Linked DNA regions of Mus musculus: all the other regions are linked to region 4. Evidence: chromatin contacts called from public Micro-C and promoter capture Hi-C data. All regions are on one chromosome and are shown on one strand. The core of a region is the stretch at or near the end of the contact, and the rest is flanking DNA. Distances in the headings are between cores, read along the strand shown.

What was found. Promoter capture Hi-C pulls out the DNA fragments that hold promoters and counts their contacts. Hi-C and Micro-C count contacts between places; a contact is called where the count stands out from the background.
Region 1: a contact with region 4 is called in a promoter capture Hi-C map of hippocampal neurons, with 7 times the contacts expected there. The contact joins the enhancer-like site here to the promoter of Rrbp1 in region 4. A contact is called at or near these places in 8 of 39 promoter capture datasets (the 3T3-L1 cell line, 3T3-L1-derived adipocytes, cranial neural crest and 4 more) and 5 of 115 datasets of contacts at active chromatin or transcription factors (astrocytes, embryonic basal ganglia, embryonic forebrain and 2 more).
Region 2: a Micro-C map of embryonic stem cells shows a contact between it and region 4, with 6 times the contacts expected there. The contact joins the promoter of Sec23b here to the promoter of Rrbp1 in region 4. A contact is called at or near these places in 5 of 39 promoter capture datasets (the 3T3-L1 cell line, erythroid cells, liver and 2 more), 4 of 484 Hi-C or Micro-C datasets (CD4 T cells, CD8 T cells, double positive thymocytes and 1 more), 3 of 115 datasets of contacts at active chromatin or transcription factors (extraembryonic endoderm stem cells, large pre-B cells and memory CD8 T cells) and 3 of 9 other capture datasets (adipose tissue, liver and macrophages).
Region 3: a contact with region 4 is called in a promoter capture Hi-C map of pre-B cells, with 3 times the contacts expected there. The contact joins the promoter of Snrpb2 here to the promoter of Rrbp1 in region 4. A contact is called at or near these places in 6 of 39 promoter capture datasets (cranial neural crest, embryonic stem cells, hematopoietic stem and progenitor cells and 2 more), 1 of 484 Hi-C or Micro-C datasets (CD4 T cells), 2 of 115 datasets of contacts at active chromatin or transcription factors (large pre-B cells and stem cell-derived neural progenitor cells) and 1 of 9 other capture datasets (embryonic stem cells).

Annotation. Positions count from the first base shown.
Region 1 is chr2:143,113,622-143,117,144 of GRCm38.p6, reverse strand. No RefSeq gene overlaps it. Among named protein-coding and RNA genes, the nearest start is that of Otor, 37 kb to the right of the region's middle. Within about 2 kb of position 2,239, at least 12 of the 459 cell types and tissues checked have an H3K27ac peak or open chromatin away from gene starts, as enhancers often do. A contact at or near this core is called in hippocampal neurons, where this site is marked.
Region 2 is chr2:144,554,459-144,557,894 of GRCm38.p6, reverse strand. It overlaps Sec23b (SEC23 homolog B, COPII coat complex component), which reads right to left and starts at 1,666. Exons shown (of 20, transcript NM_001252544.1): 1 at 1,571-1,666. Gm34292 (a long non-coding RNA gene) reads left to right here and starts at 1,260. Exons shown (of 1, transcript XR_003953925.1): 1 at 1,260-3,436.
Region 3 is chr2:143,061,480-143,065,104 of GRCm38.p6, reverse strand. Snrpb2 (U2 small nuclear ribonucleoprotein B) reads right to left here and starts at 2,036. Exons shown (of 7, transcript NM_021335.3): 1 at 2,007-2,036; 2 at 475-563. The coding sequence starts at 538.
Region 4 is chr2:144,009,422-144,013,087 of GRCm38.p6, reverse strand. It overlaps Rrbp1 (ribosome binding protein 1), which reads left to right and starts at 1,825. Exons shown (of 24, transcript NM_024281.2): 1 at 1,825-2,089.

The sequences.
Region 1 (3,523 bases), core at 990-3,489, 900 kb after region 4:
GTGGAGTTCAGAAGAAAACCTGCAGGAGTCTAAGATCAATTGGCTAGGCAGAAACAGCATTTATCCATTTATCCATTTATCCATGCTAGCCTCCCACATATGATTCTAGAAGCAGTTTAGTAACTTATTTTATAATAAAAAAAAATTCTGGGCTTTTGACTGTAAACCAGTTTGGGGGAGAATTATCAAGTTAACATTATTGATTCTCTGATCCATAAAACAGTGCCTGTCTCCTCTGCTTTAGCTCTTCAGTTTCTCGCAGTAACACTTTGCATTACTCAATGTCTAGACCTTGGAAAAACTAGACCCCACACCCTCACACACATACTGATAAATATGTTTTTTAAAAGCATAGCTTCGGAAAAAATAGAGCAGCTTCTTAAACAATCAGATATGTATCTAAACATGATCTAGCCACAGTCTCCTAGAGCAGTGGTTCTCAGCCTGTGGGCCAAGACCCCTTTGGCAAACTTCTATCTCCAAAAAGTATTTAGATCATGATTCATAGCAAAATTACAGTTATGAAGTAGCAACAAAAAAAAACTTTATGATTAGGGGTCACTACAACATGAGGAACTGTATTAAAGAGTCATAATGTTAGGAAGGTTGAGACCCACTGTCCTAGAATGTCCTTGAGTGTCTTAGTTGGTGTTCCCATTGTGGTGATGAAACACCATAACCAAAAGCAAGTTGTGAAAGGAAAGTGTTCTTTGGCTCACACACATCATAGTCCATCACTGATAGAAGTCAGGGCAGGAGCCCAAACAGGGAAGAATCTTAGAGGCAGGAGTTAATTCAGAGGCCATGGAAGAGTGCTTTTTAGGGGCTCTTGTTCTCTCCCTGAGGTTTGCTCAGTCTGCCATCTTATAGAACCCAGGACCACTAGCTCAGGGGTAGCCCCACCCATAATGGACCTGACCCTCCCACATCAGTCATGAATTAAGTAAACGCCCTAATGGCTTGCCTACAGCCCAGCCTTATAAAAGCACTTTCTCAGTTGAGGGTCACTCCTCTCAGCTTGTGGCAAGTTGACATAAATCCTGCCAGCACCTAGAGAAATAAAAGCCTGTTGGCCATCAGAGCTGAGAAGCATTCGGGCGATCTCTAGAGCTTTTGGTTGTCTCTGTGCCCTCTGTCATCACCCCCTGAACACATCAGTCCTGTAAAAATTCTTGACTTTGATAGTCAGGAAGCCAAATTTAAGAGAAACTGCAATTCCAAATATATAAAGGAAAATCTGTTTTTTCCTGAGTTTAGTGGTGATAGCAGCATCAGGAGGCTAAGACTGGATGAATGTTAGTTCAATGCCACTCTGGCCTACGTAGTGAGTTTGAGACTATCCTGTACTGCACCACATATAACCTATGGAGGAGGAGATGGGGGAAAGCTAGTCATTATTTGTTGGGCTAAAAGCTCTTTGTACACATTTCTTTTTCTTTTCCTTTTTGCATACTAGCACAATACCACTGACTCATACATTGATTTTAGCTCTCAGTCCTAGGGCTATCAGTGGTGGTCTTCCTGTTAGCAGAGTCTCACGGTGGTTGGTGTAGGGGCCAGAGAAAGAGAGTGTGTGCATATGTCTCTCCTGGTCTCTCTCTCTCTCTCTCTCTCTCTGTGTGTGTGTGTGTGTGTGTGTGTGTGTGTGTGTGCTTTTGAAGCTGCCTGCATTCAGTCACGGAAATGCTATCGGGGTCACTGTAGCTGATCATAATCTCCTGCCAGAGACCCCTCCTATACACACCACAGTCAGGTGCTGGCTGCTTCCACACCCTTAATCACAGTGAAGATTAATGAACACACAGAGAGATCACGGCATTTTAACTTAAAGAAAAAACTTGGTGTGCACCATGAGAGATGGTTTGGGGGCCTCTGTACTGCAGAAGGGATGGGAGAAATGGTGTTTCTTCTCAAAAGGGAGGGATGAGGGGTTGGAGGAAGAGGCGACAAGAATAAAGGGATGGTGCAGGCTAGAGCAAGTGTCATGGAAGGTGGCCAGGATCAAAGAGAAGTGGCACTGCTATGACTCTACTGCAGTACCACTCCACGTCTGTGGACCTCTGCATATCTCTGAAACCTCCCACAAATGCAGCACATTGCTCACCAATGCACCTGCCAGTCAGCTTCTAGTGAAAGTTAAAAAAAAAAAAATGGTTGGGTCTCAGGCATTCTTGGGCAGAGTTGAGAGTAGGAGGCTGTCACTGCAGAAACCCAGAAACAATCTGTCGGAGCAGATTTTGGAACTCGGCCACCTAAAGCTCCCTGATCAAGCTGGTTTACTTGAATGCCTGGAAAGTGGGGTGGGATGGGAGAGACTGCAATGTAGTAGCCATGCTAGGCCATTGCATGTCCCTCCAACATTCCATAGGAACCGTACTGCATTTTCTCATCTACTGGTGGATAGAAAAGGAGTGTGAATCATTTGGAGCAAGGCTGAGACACTAAGTCAGCACGAGACATGGGGATTCCCTCCAGAAAAGCAGAGACATTAAAATCTGGAGGGAAAAATAGCAAGCTTGAGTCAATACAGCAAAGGGGATTTGTGTGCAAAACAGGAACTTAGAAAGGTTAATGGAAGCAGGTCTGCTCCAGAGTTAGGTCTCCCTGTAGAAATGACATTAACTTCCACAGTGCACAGATACAGAGAGTCAAGATGGACAAGTTATGTTGGAGTATGCTGTCATTGATACACAGAAGAGAAAGACACATTTTAGAGATTGCAAGGCTGGTTAGGAAAGAGAATCCTCTAAACTCAACTTACAGCAATCTGTGATGTCACAGCAGGAGAGGCACGTGCATATATCGTTGGAATAATGTGGTTTCTTAGAACACATTCCCCAAGGAGTAAATTCTGGGTTCTATTGTACAGCTCTCTGTGATGCTAGGGAACTGACATGTCTGACCATACTGCATGGCTACCATGCAGAGAGACATCGCTCTGAGATACAGTCAGTCTATGGATTTGGCCAAGGAGATAATTAGTTTATGGGCACTGGGGTGAGTATGATTAGTGAGGCATCTCTGCCCACTCTCAGAGTAATCTGCAGGCCACTTAAGGCAGTTTCCTTTTCACATAAAGAGCAACCAAAGGCAGAGAAGAATCTCCTTTGGGGAAAGCTAGATCTCATTTGCAACTGATGTATGTAAATCTCTTACATTTCCACCTTAACCAAAGCCTCAAGTTTAGGTTTTATGTGTTTGTGGTGCCATCTGCTGGTAAGATGTAGATTTCATATTATGAGCTCTCAATTCAATTCTCCAAACTTTGTTCTTTTACACTGAAAAATTGAGGACTCCAAGTACCTTTTTTTTTTTTTTTTTTTTTTAGATTCATTTATTTATTATGTGTAAGTACACTGTAGCTGTCTTCAGACACTCCAGAAGAGGGAGTCAGATCTCCTTAATGGATGGTTGTGAGCCACCATGTGGTTGCTGGGATTTGAACTCCGGACCTTTGGAAGAGCAGTCGGGTGCTCTAACCCACTGAGCCATCTCACCAGCCCTCCAAGTACCTTTGCATGGA
Region 2 (3,436 bases), core at 417-2,916, 540 kb before region 4:
ATCATCCTTGAAAGACTCTTTAACAATTAAGTCTTTCAGACGAAGCTTTCAGACTCGGATAGCCCAATGTTGTTAAGCAAATGCATCCTACGTGTGATTGAAAATACATTGACACATGAGTGACTGAAGGTCAACTGAGCAAGCCAATCCGGAAAGCAAAATGAACTGGTCCAGGGGGTAAAGTGCTTGCCACGCAAGTCTGACAGCCTGAGTTAGAGCCTCAGATCCCACAAAAAGATGGAAGGAAAGACCTAAGATCACAAAAGTTGCCTATGAGTGGCTTGACAGGTGCACACACATGCAAATGACATGTTTAAGCAAGTAGACTGTTAAAAAAAGGAAAGCCAGAAAACTGAACTGAAGAAGAAGAAGAAGAAGAAGAAGAAGAAGAAGAAGAAGAAGAAGAAGAAGAAGACGACGACTAAACCTGTGAAATGAGAATGGAAGCATATTCTTGTAATTTCCATATTTGGGAGGCTGAGGCAGAATCAAGAGAGTACAAAGCCTCCTGGGTTACATAGGGATAGATATAGATATATAGATATATCCTGCAAATAATTTGGGTGAGGACAATTTTACATACCCAGAAAAGCAAATTAATTATTCTACCATACAGACTCTATACAACAAAGTCCCAAATGTCTGTTCCAACTGAAACTCTTAACACATCTACTTGTTAGTTCTGGCAAATACAAGAAGATAAAACCCTAACTACACAGAAAGCACTTAGGCGCCTGGGAGCGGGGGTGGGGGTGGGGGGTAGTAAATAAGTCACAGCACATTCTAACATCGCCATTTCCAGCAGTTACTTCAGCAAACCCCATTAAATAATGGTAACCCCTCTATAAAGTTCTTTACGTAAATGTATAAGTCCCCGAGTATCAACATATTAACACCTGCTCCTATTTCCCACTGCCTCCTTTCCTCGATTTATTCTAAACCAGCTTCTTAATCCTAAACACGTAATCCACAGAGGCTTTCAGTGAATTCATGAATCCTCTGACGTTCTATGTATTTTTATTAAATTCTATGTGCTGAGAAAAATGCTCCTATCAAACTCTCAACGAGTAAGGGTATCTGAAGAGGTAAATAGCCGAATGGATGAATGACTGAGTGAATGAAGAGAGAATGAATGAATGAGTGAGTGGATAAAAGAAAGGCATCCAATAAAATATCTTAGCCCCTCTAAGCTCTCCAGGACATAACTTTCCAGGACTTAGTAACCATCTGTAGACACAGTTAAATACCTAATCCTGTACTGAAGATCTGGTTTCTGGTTTCACTTATCACAAAGCAAAACTCAAGGTTTTCATGGGGATTCGGTCCTTCCGGATGTTCGAGTCACCACCACCAACACCCCAATTCCGAGGGCTAAGGAGTCAGAAACCGGCCGTCGGCTCTCAGGCACGGCGCGGACGAGTCACTCTGAGCCGGCTTCTGGGTCATCAACTCTCTCTGATTCTTCCCATAAGCAAGCCCACCTTGCCTCGGCCTGTCTGGCTTCGGCCCTCCTCCTATGCGCCCCTTCACCATTGCAGAGCCAGCCGCTCACCTGTCCGGAGCCACTCACCGGGACTGAACCTTCCGCGCCCCACGGACACCAGAGCTCAACTCCGGCTTCCACCGCCAAGTCCACCTCAGCTCACAGTCGATTGGTCACCGCTCCGAAACGTCATTTCGCGGCGCCATGCTCTAGCCAATCAGAGAGCGCTTCTCTGGCTGACCCGAGAAAGTGAAACAGTCAGAAAAGCTGCGCCTCCATCTTTGAATAGGGCAAGGCTGTGGTTTCTCACCCAACAAACTTTAGAATGTAGAATTCCTCAGGATACATACTTTCTTGAATATATCCTGAAATTTTTCTCCTTCACAGAACCTCGGCGCCTGCGGAACCGTCATCCAAATGCATCCAGCACTCCTCAGGGGACCGCCCTGACACAACATGACGTCTGTTTGCCTCAGGGGGAAGTCCCTCTCATCGCCTAGCTACCGGGAAGCGAGAAGAGGGACGCGTAGCCCGGAGTTGTCCGGAGAGGCCCTCAGCCTGCGGGAAGGGGCTAGGAGGGGACAGAGAGTCTCGGCCGCTAGTTGGTGATCTTTTTGAGCTCAGCAAGTGCGGGTGCGGGTCCTCTCTTCGCGGTACAAAACTTTCCCTTCTCGTTGCTGCTGTGGTTTCTGTGCTCAATAAAAACTGTTTCTGGTGAACATCCTCCTGCCATTCCCCAGCAAGGAAGTGAGTAATTGGGGATGGTCTTATTCAGACACTTAAGGAAACTATCAGAGTCCGTTTTGATGGGTAACACAGCTTTTTCTGTGACCGCCGCAGTCATTTTTACACTTTCTTACAAGTGGCAAAAATAAATAAATAAATAAATAGCAGCAAATTCAGCGAGTGTGTAGTGCCTGCAGCGGCCAGAAGAATCTATTGTGTATCCTCTAACACGGGTGCTAGGAACTGAACTCCAGCAGTATACACATAGCCACTCAACCAACCCTTCATCCCGCCAACTAAAATCTTACAGTTATGCTAAGACATGTTATTCAAAGAGTACCCATTAAATAACCCAGTTTCCTACTAATGCAAACTTTTCTTTAAGACAGAGCCTAGCTGTAGGTTTGGCTGGCCTGGAACTCAGGAAGCCCTGCTTTCTTCTATCTTCCTATGCCTCCTCAATTTAAAAGCACACGCCATCACACCCGGCTAAATCAAACTTTTTGACGTCTATAAATCATAGGGACTTAAGTTTAAATAGGTGGTACTATAAAATATTACTGTTTGCATTACAATCTTTAAAATAAATTTACATTTTCTCATCATCATAAACATAACAATGTTAATGATGGCATGTTTAAAACCTTAAATTATGTTTGGGAAATGCAGTTATCTCTTCCTAAGGTAAAATGTAAAATAAAATATACATGTTCGTTATATCTAACGCTGAAAAAAAGAAGTCGCTTTTTAAATAACAAACACTAATATGATTTTATTTGTCAAATATTTCCCTTTCAATTTTTGGACCTGGATTATTTCTACACTAGTAATTTCTGTAGAGAGGATTTTTTTTTAATTGCATGTTCAAAATATACAAGATTGAATGTCCTTACTTGGGGGAATTTAGAAGTATTTTATTTATATAAGAGAATACTTGCAGGGCAATAGTGGTGCATGCCTTTAATCGAAGCACTCAGGAGGCAGAGTCAAGGAGATGTCTGTGAGTTCCAGGCCAGCCTAGTCTACAGAGTTAATTCCAGGACAGCCAGGGCTACACAGAGAAACCTTGTCACGAAAAACAAAACAAACAAAGTACTTGTTTCTGTAACACAGATCTTTTAATTGGAGAAATATAATAATTTAACTTATTGTGACTCAACGCGGGTAGCAAGATATCCTGTTCTCTCACAGAAACAGATGTAAGTCTTTTCGTTTTCATTCTAGCCA
Region 3 (3,625 bases), core at 787-3,286, 950 kb after region 4:
TCTCTACCATTCATTTATTTATAGTGATTTAACAAAAAACCACTGTCCCATTGGCTAACCAATTTAAACAATTATTTGAAACCACTTGTAAGCTAACTTTAATATATATATACTAAACTTAATATATTATACACTATAGCTGTCTTCAAACACACCAGAAAAGGGATCAGATCCCATTACAGATGGTTGTGAGCCACCATGTGGCTTGGATTTGAACTCAGGACCTCTGGAAGAGCAGTCAGTGCTCTTAACCACTGAGCAACCTCTCCAGCGCCCCCCCCCCTTTGTGAGTTAAAACAATTCAAAGCACTTCAATCCCTGTATATTCTTATATTAAAAAACCTGAAAGGTGTGTAAAAATGGAATAAACCATTGTTGAGCACCAAGATGACTAGAGAAGAGATGGAGACCATTCTTAAGATACAACAAATAAGCACAGTTTGGTTGTAAAAAGGTGTTTTTAAAAGAACATACCTTCTTTTTTAATTTTGTCATTCATGTTGTTGATATAAATCGTGTGATTTGGTCTGATATCCATGTTTGGGTAGAACCCTTCCAATAGCCTAAAAGAAATAATAAATAATCAGTTATTAGCAAAGAGGGTTAAATCACGCAGGTGTACAGCATGACACAACTCTTAATCACCCCGCCCTACCTCCCACAGCCATCTCTTTTAGTCAAATGGAAAACAGCTCTCAAGATCAAACCTTGGAAGGACAATACCAAGGTTCTACAAATTGGTAGAATCTGTCAATACATAGGCAGATTTAAAAACATATTATTCAAGGTTATATACTTCTTTTATCCCCACTTAAATGATACTGTCCTTTCATCTACATAATGACATAACTTTCGAAAGTATATTTATTAATTCTTTGAGAATGTCATGTGTTTTGATCATATTCACCAGAAAATGGTTTTTCAGTAAAATGATTTGAACATTTTGTGAAAGATCAGTAAACACGCACCTAGTTTTAAAAAGTCATTGTAATAGAACAATACAAATTAAGACAGTTCATAGATGCACTCATGAATGTATTGATTTAAACGATTAGTGTGTGTGTGTGTGTTTGTTTACCTGTGCCATCGTGTATGTTGAGGTCAGAGAACGACCTCTCAGGGGCTTTCACTTCTGTCTCTTTCCCACTATGTGAGTCTCAAGAGTGGTCAAGGTTGACAGTTCAGAGCTCAGATTCTTGTATCAATAAGATACGGATTTAAGTTCTGTTTACGATTTTACAACCTACTTCGATGGGGGGCAAGTTCCTTAATGTCTCAAGTCCCCAGCTACAAATTATGGCTACTAACAGCACCTATAAAATGGAGCCTATAAAATTATGAGACAGATATGTATCAGTCTGCACCAGTTAGCATCTACAGTTACTATTTATTATCGATAGCTATCACTCGTTAAAGGACACAAGTGTCTTAACGTCACACAACAAGCTGCTCTGAACAACTTATAGGAAGGGCCTGTACTATGTAGGCAACGGATAATAGGTAACGTTTCTCACAGGCTTGCCTCTCTACATGGGAACCTGGAGAAGGGCTGGGACTCAAGAGAGGGACAAGAGCACAGGCTCTGGCATTAGCTCCTTTGGGCTGAAATAGTGCAAGGGCACCAGAAACCCAAAGGCTGCCGGGGAGAAGAGGCCGAGAGTGCACAGTGAACTGCACACCCTGCTCCTCCAAGCAAGTCACGGGCCATTCTCTCCCCCTGGGCTAATTCCTATGTGTCCGCTTGAGCCTCTTTACACACCGGCCAATCCACCCAACACCAGGGTCCTCTGACATTAAAAACCCAACCATCCTGCAGAGAACAGGCTGTGACGCCGGGCCTCATTCCGCCAGCCCTGGGGTCGCCGTCCCTTCCTCCTATACGTCCGCGGACCGAGGACCACGCAACCGACGACACCTTCGCCCTCGCCGGCTCAGTTACCGCGGACGGGGCGGATCCCGCCAAACCCTGAGACCAGCCACAGCGAAAAAGAACCCGAGAGACTCACCTGAAGCCGGCGCGGTCCGCTTGAAACTAATACCGGAAGAGCTTCCCCGCGCCGGAAGAGGGCGGCCAAACTCCTCAATCGAACTCAGAGAAGTCGAAGAGTCGAGCACCGATTCAATCGAGCCCTCCTCGCCCCGGCCGGCCAAGGCGGAATCTTTCTGCGCACGCGCATTCCTGTGGGCTAGGAAGTTTGTGGAAAGGGGGAGAACTGGAAGGGATCAAATTAGGACCCGGGGGCCAAGCTGTGGAGGCAGAGGAGGGAAGGGTAGGGGGTCGTTTCCCTTACTGCGACTTTGAAGCTTCCCAACTATAGGATGTGATACAATTTTACAGGAGCCTGTCTCCAGCCACAAGTTAGTCAAGCCTTTCTATGGGTCCTGGTCAACTTGACTTAACACCATTGTCAATCTCTAGTTGTCAATCTCCAGGAGTCTGAAAGAACACACCAGCCAGCACTCTATAGATTACGTCTTAGATGCAGCCCAGTCTTCGACCCCTGAACAAAGAGAATTTTAGTCGTTGATGGTACTCTCACCAGGCTTCAGGAGCGAGCAAACTAAAGAGCCTAAACTCACTTAGACACAGTTAACTCCCGCCCACTCCCCCACCCTCTCCTTTCCTCACAAAATGCTTGGATTTTTCTAGGCTAAAAATTGGGGTAAGGACCAAATTGGTTGATTTTACCAGCCTGAGGTTTCTAATTTTTGAAAGTCACATGAAGTTGCAGGATGGAAATAGTGTTTTGAGAGTAGTAATTTTATATGCTTTTTTCACTGAAGTGATTAGGAGAATGGCTTATACTCGATAAATATGATTCAGACGATTGAATGAAGTTCCGTGAAAATTAGGTCATAATAAAACAAGTGTGATATCCAGTGAAAATCCTGTAAATGTAGGAAATAATGTTAAACAACCACAGAAAAAGTGTTCTTTAATTACATAGATATGGAAACCAGTTTGGCTTTTATAAAAACAATATCGAGTATGTTCTTAGCAAAAGGGCATCAAGTAAATACGAAACACTTTCTAAGCAACAGAAGGTCTGAGCAGTTGATTAACTGTGCTTGGTGGTAATGAGAGCATTGGAATAAGCTATAACCTGCCTGTGTTATATACATTCATCTGGCCGAGAGAGAGTTCGTAGCTATTTTCAAAAAGCAAATTGATAAACATGCAAGGACACTCCACTTGGGAAAAAAATAAAGAGATTTAAAGAAATGCCATACCTATTCTATCAAAGCTTGAGTCTCAGCTACTATACCTTTTGCACAGCAAAGAAGAAATTGTCCGATGACAACTCAGTGTCAGTGGCTTCTATGCTCTTTTCCAGGTTCACTTATAAAGAATGAACACATTTTTATATCCATGAGTAATCCCTGCAAGCTTTTTTTTTTTCTTCTTGTCTGTATAGTCCTGGCTGTCCTGGAACTCACTTTGTAGACCAGGCTGGCCTCGAACTCAGAAATCCACCTGCCTCTGCCTCCCAAATGCTGGGATTAAAGACATGTACCACCACCACACCCGGCTCTCCCACTGCAAGCTTTCTTGAATGGGTCTTCATCGGTTTCTTGAATGACTGGGAAACTAAGACTTGAAATAGGATTTGGTAAGGAATGAAGG
Region 4 (3,666 bases), core at 576-3,075:
TGATTAATCATTAATTCCCTAAGACACTGAGATTCAAACCAGAAATAAATAGTTTAGTTTCAGCCTAACCCCTCTGTATTCTCTCCTTGCAGTTTTACTATAGACCAACAGCTGTCAAGTAGCAATGGCCAAAGGGGTGCTCACAGAGGAACTGAGGCAGGAACTCTGCAGCCACAGAGGCTGGGGCAGGTGTAGTCCTTTGGCCTTTTAGAACACTAAATCTTAGAGGCTGGGGAGGTGGCTCAGTGGGTAAAGTACCTGCTATGAAGGCCCTGAGTTCAAATCCCAACATGAATGTGAACACTCCAGGTGCCACCTACAATCCAGCACTGTGAAGATGGAGACCGTCACTCACTGGTCAGGCAGCTGAGTTAAAGGAGTGGGCTCCAGGATCATAGACAGACCCTGCTCGAGCAATAGAGAGAGAGATATGCCTGATATCAAATTCTGTGTGGACTCGAAAGGGGGGTGGGGGACAGAGGAGAGAGACCAAACTTCATTTCAAAGAGGCTGATCTTGCCTCAGGCTCAAAGGAATAATTTTAAGAGCTGCAGTTAAAATGGTTATAACCTAAACTTAAGCTGGCATGGTGTTTCATGCCTTTAATGCCAGTACTCAGAAAACAGAGGCAGGAGGAACTCTGTGACTTTGAGTTCTAGGCCAGCCTGTTATACAAAGCAAGTTGTGGGACAGCCACATAGTGAGACCTTGACTCAAAAAAAAAAAAAAAAAAAAAGAAAAGAAAAGCACTTAAAGTTAAGTTATTTCAATTGAACTTGGTTTTGAAGAGAGGCTTTTGTGTTGATGAGATGGCACAGGGAAACTACTTTTAAGTACTTTCTATGCAATCTGACTGAGTTTTGATCCCTAGAAACAGCCATGGAAGGAGAGAATCAAGCAGAGAGTTGGTGCATGGTGGCATATGCACCCCTCTTCTAAGTAGGTGTTGGTTGTTGTTTTTTTGTTTTTATAAAGGGGTAGCTGGCTAATATTTGGAGTATCACTAGATCAATTTCCTGGGTTGCTATCATATTTTCTTGGGCCAAAACCTCATGGTCCCAACATCTGAAATCAAGTGTCACAGGATGGATGTAACTCTGCTGTGTGATTTGTACAAGGACAGTATATTATTCTGTTTAGGGAGTGGCTTTTCTTATCAAAATTTCCACCTCTATTTCTTTTGTTCTTTCCAGGTCTTCCACCTCAATTCTCCCACTTATTCAGTAAAATATGGAATGCAGAATGCAGTGCCTTTACGGATAGATAAGGCCCCATCCTCCCTGCTCTGACCCTTGCAGAACTCTTCTTTAGACCCAGAGGCTGGTGCTTTGTGTGACGTTATTTGGGTTTAAATAAGGCATTTTCCCAGTTGTTCACGGTTTGTGCAGTCCTCCTGAGGGTAACATTCACGGCCACCTCAGCCCGGCAGTGTGGAGGAAAAGAGCAGCCTGCGGCCAAGGGGATTCGAACCGCAGTCTATCGGCCTAGGCGGAGCCAAATCCGAATAAGCGGTGGCGTGGAGAGCGGAGGCCTGGAGTGGGCGGGACCGGCAGAGGACCTCCCTAGGTGGGCGGGGAGTTAGAGACCCGCCCCCGCGCAGAGCTGAGAGTTGCGCTGCGCGGCTCCGCCCCTCTTCGGCCCCGCCCCCCGCGGCTCCCCGCAGCTCCTCCTCTCTCTCATTGGCTGAGACGTAGACCCTCCTTTTTGGCCAATGGTCGCCACCGCGGCGCGGCCGTCCGCGGTCTGATTGGTCAGAGGCCGGCAGAGTGGCGGCTAGTGAACCAATAGGAAGAGGCAGCTCGATGAATGGCTGGTCCGGGTGGGGAAGGCAGGAGGCGGCGATCCCGGCGGAGGGGGCCGTTCGCCAGCTCCGAGGCAGAAAGTGCCACGACTCCACACACGCGCACGCAGCCAGCGAGCGGCCGGAGCGGACGGCGGACGGGGCGGACGGCGCCAGGGTCGCAGTGTGTGCAGCTGCTCAGGGGCGGCTTCTCGGTGGAGGCTCGGCCGGCTCCCCTCTTGCGGTTCCGCGGCGGCGGCGGCGGCTGCTCTTGCCCTCTCGCTCTCCCTCTCGCGTCTCCCGCTGCAGGTAAGAAACTTGGCCGGGCCCTGCAGCGGCGGCGGCGGTGGAGGCGCGCGGGCTGGGCCGTCGGGGCGCCGGGCCGGTCGCGCCGCGAGTGACACGTCTCCTCGGCGGCCCCTCCCCCGGCGGCGCCGGCCCGCACGCCCGCCCTGGCGGTAGCCGCGGCCCCTCGAGTGGGACGGAGCTGCGTGTGCCAGGCCGAGCCCGTGCAGGGGCGTCGGCCGAGCGCGCCCCTCGGGGTGGATTCCCCCGGCCGGCAGGCCAGGAGCTGCGGCGGCCCCGCGGCACGACGTGGCGACCCCTCCCTCTCGGCCGGGCCGTCGGGCCGGCCCGCGCGCTCCGAAGTTGGGCTAAGAAAGTTGGCGGCGGGGCGGGGCGGCGCACAGCTGGCGGAGGAAGGGGTTAAGTTTCGGGAAGCCACCGGATGACGTTGCCGGGCCGGAGTCCGGGCCGGAGGGGGTTGGGGGGGCGGAAGGCGGTGGGCCGGCCTGGGACGAGGGCTGAGACTGGATTGGCGACGCGGGGGCCCAGAGCCCCGGGCTGCGGGCTGTGGCCACAGGACACGTCGGCAGCCCCGACGGGGCGGGCGGGGGCCACAGGGCTCGCCGCGGGTGCCGTCCGGGACTGGCCGTAGCAACTTCCCGGAGTACGGGATGAGGCTCCCTGCTCCCCCTGGCGGCAGGGCCGCAGCACCGTTTCACGGCGGGTCCTCGCGGAACCGGCACGAGGGTGCGGGACCTGGCCAGGGTTGGGGCCACCCGGGGTCCTGCCTGGCGTCTCTTTCCCGCGCCCATGATTAGTGGACCCGTGGTGCTAGGCCTGGGCGGAAGTCGGCACCTCCGGCCCGGCGGGCCAAGCGCCCTGGCACTGGGCCCGCCGTCTGTCCCGGCCCGCCAGGCTCCCCGGCAGTGCCCGGGGAAGGGAGGCCGGTTGACCCGGGCTTACTGCAGGCTGTGCAGGATGCTTCAGAGACTCTTTCCCGTAGGTGTCACGCTTCGTCGACAGTTGCTAACCAAATGCTTTCTCTCAGAGGTTTCCCATTTCCCCATCTGAGAGACAGCAGTGGAGACCCAGCACGTGTAGGGAGTAGCCAACTGGTATTGACTGTTCTTGTGGGATGTGTGTTTAGGGACGTGAGAGACAAGGGAACAAGGTGGAGCCTGGCTTGCACTGCCAACCACTGCAGAAGTCGCACACCTGGATTCCAGCCCCATGAACACCGGAGGGTCATGTCTCCTAACCTCTGAACCTGGGGTTTCTTTATCTCTTGCCTGAAGATAGTACCACCCACTCACCACTGAGGTCAGGGGAACTGAGCAGGAAGTGTGAGATCTTGTGCAAAACCGAGGGCAATTTGGCAATCAGTCCTCAGGTCAGAGGTCAGGACTGGGAAACACCAAGGAAATGAAACTTGGATGGATCCCTAGAGCCTCCCACATCTCTGTTTGCTAAGCTAGCAGTTCATTTGCTTAAAGCCTAATGGTGGGGGTTGGGGTCCTGGGTTGAATTTTGTGTAAAGACTCACATTGTAGGCTGAAGAATTGCACATTGGACACAGCCCTTCACTTAAGTATTCTCTCACC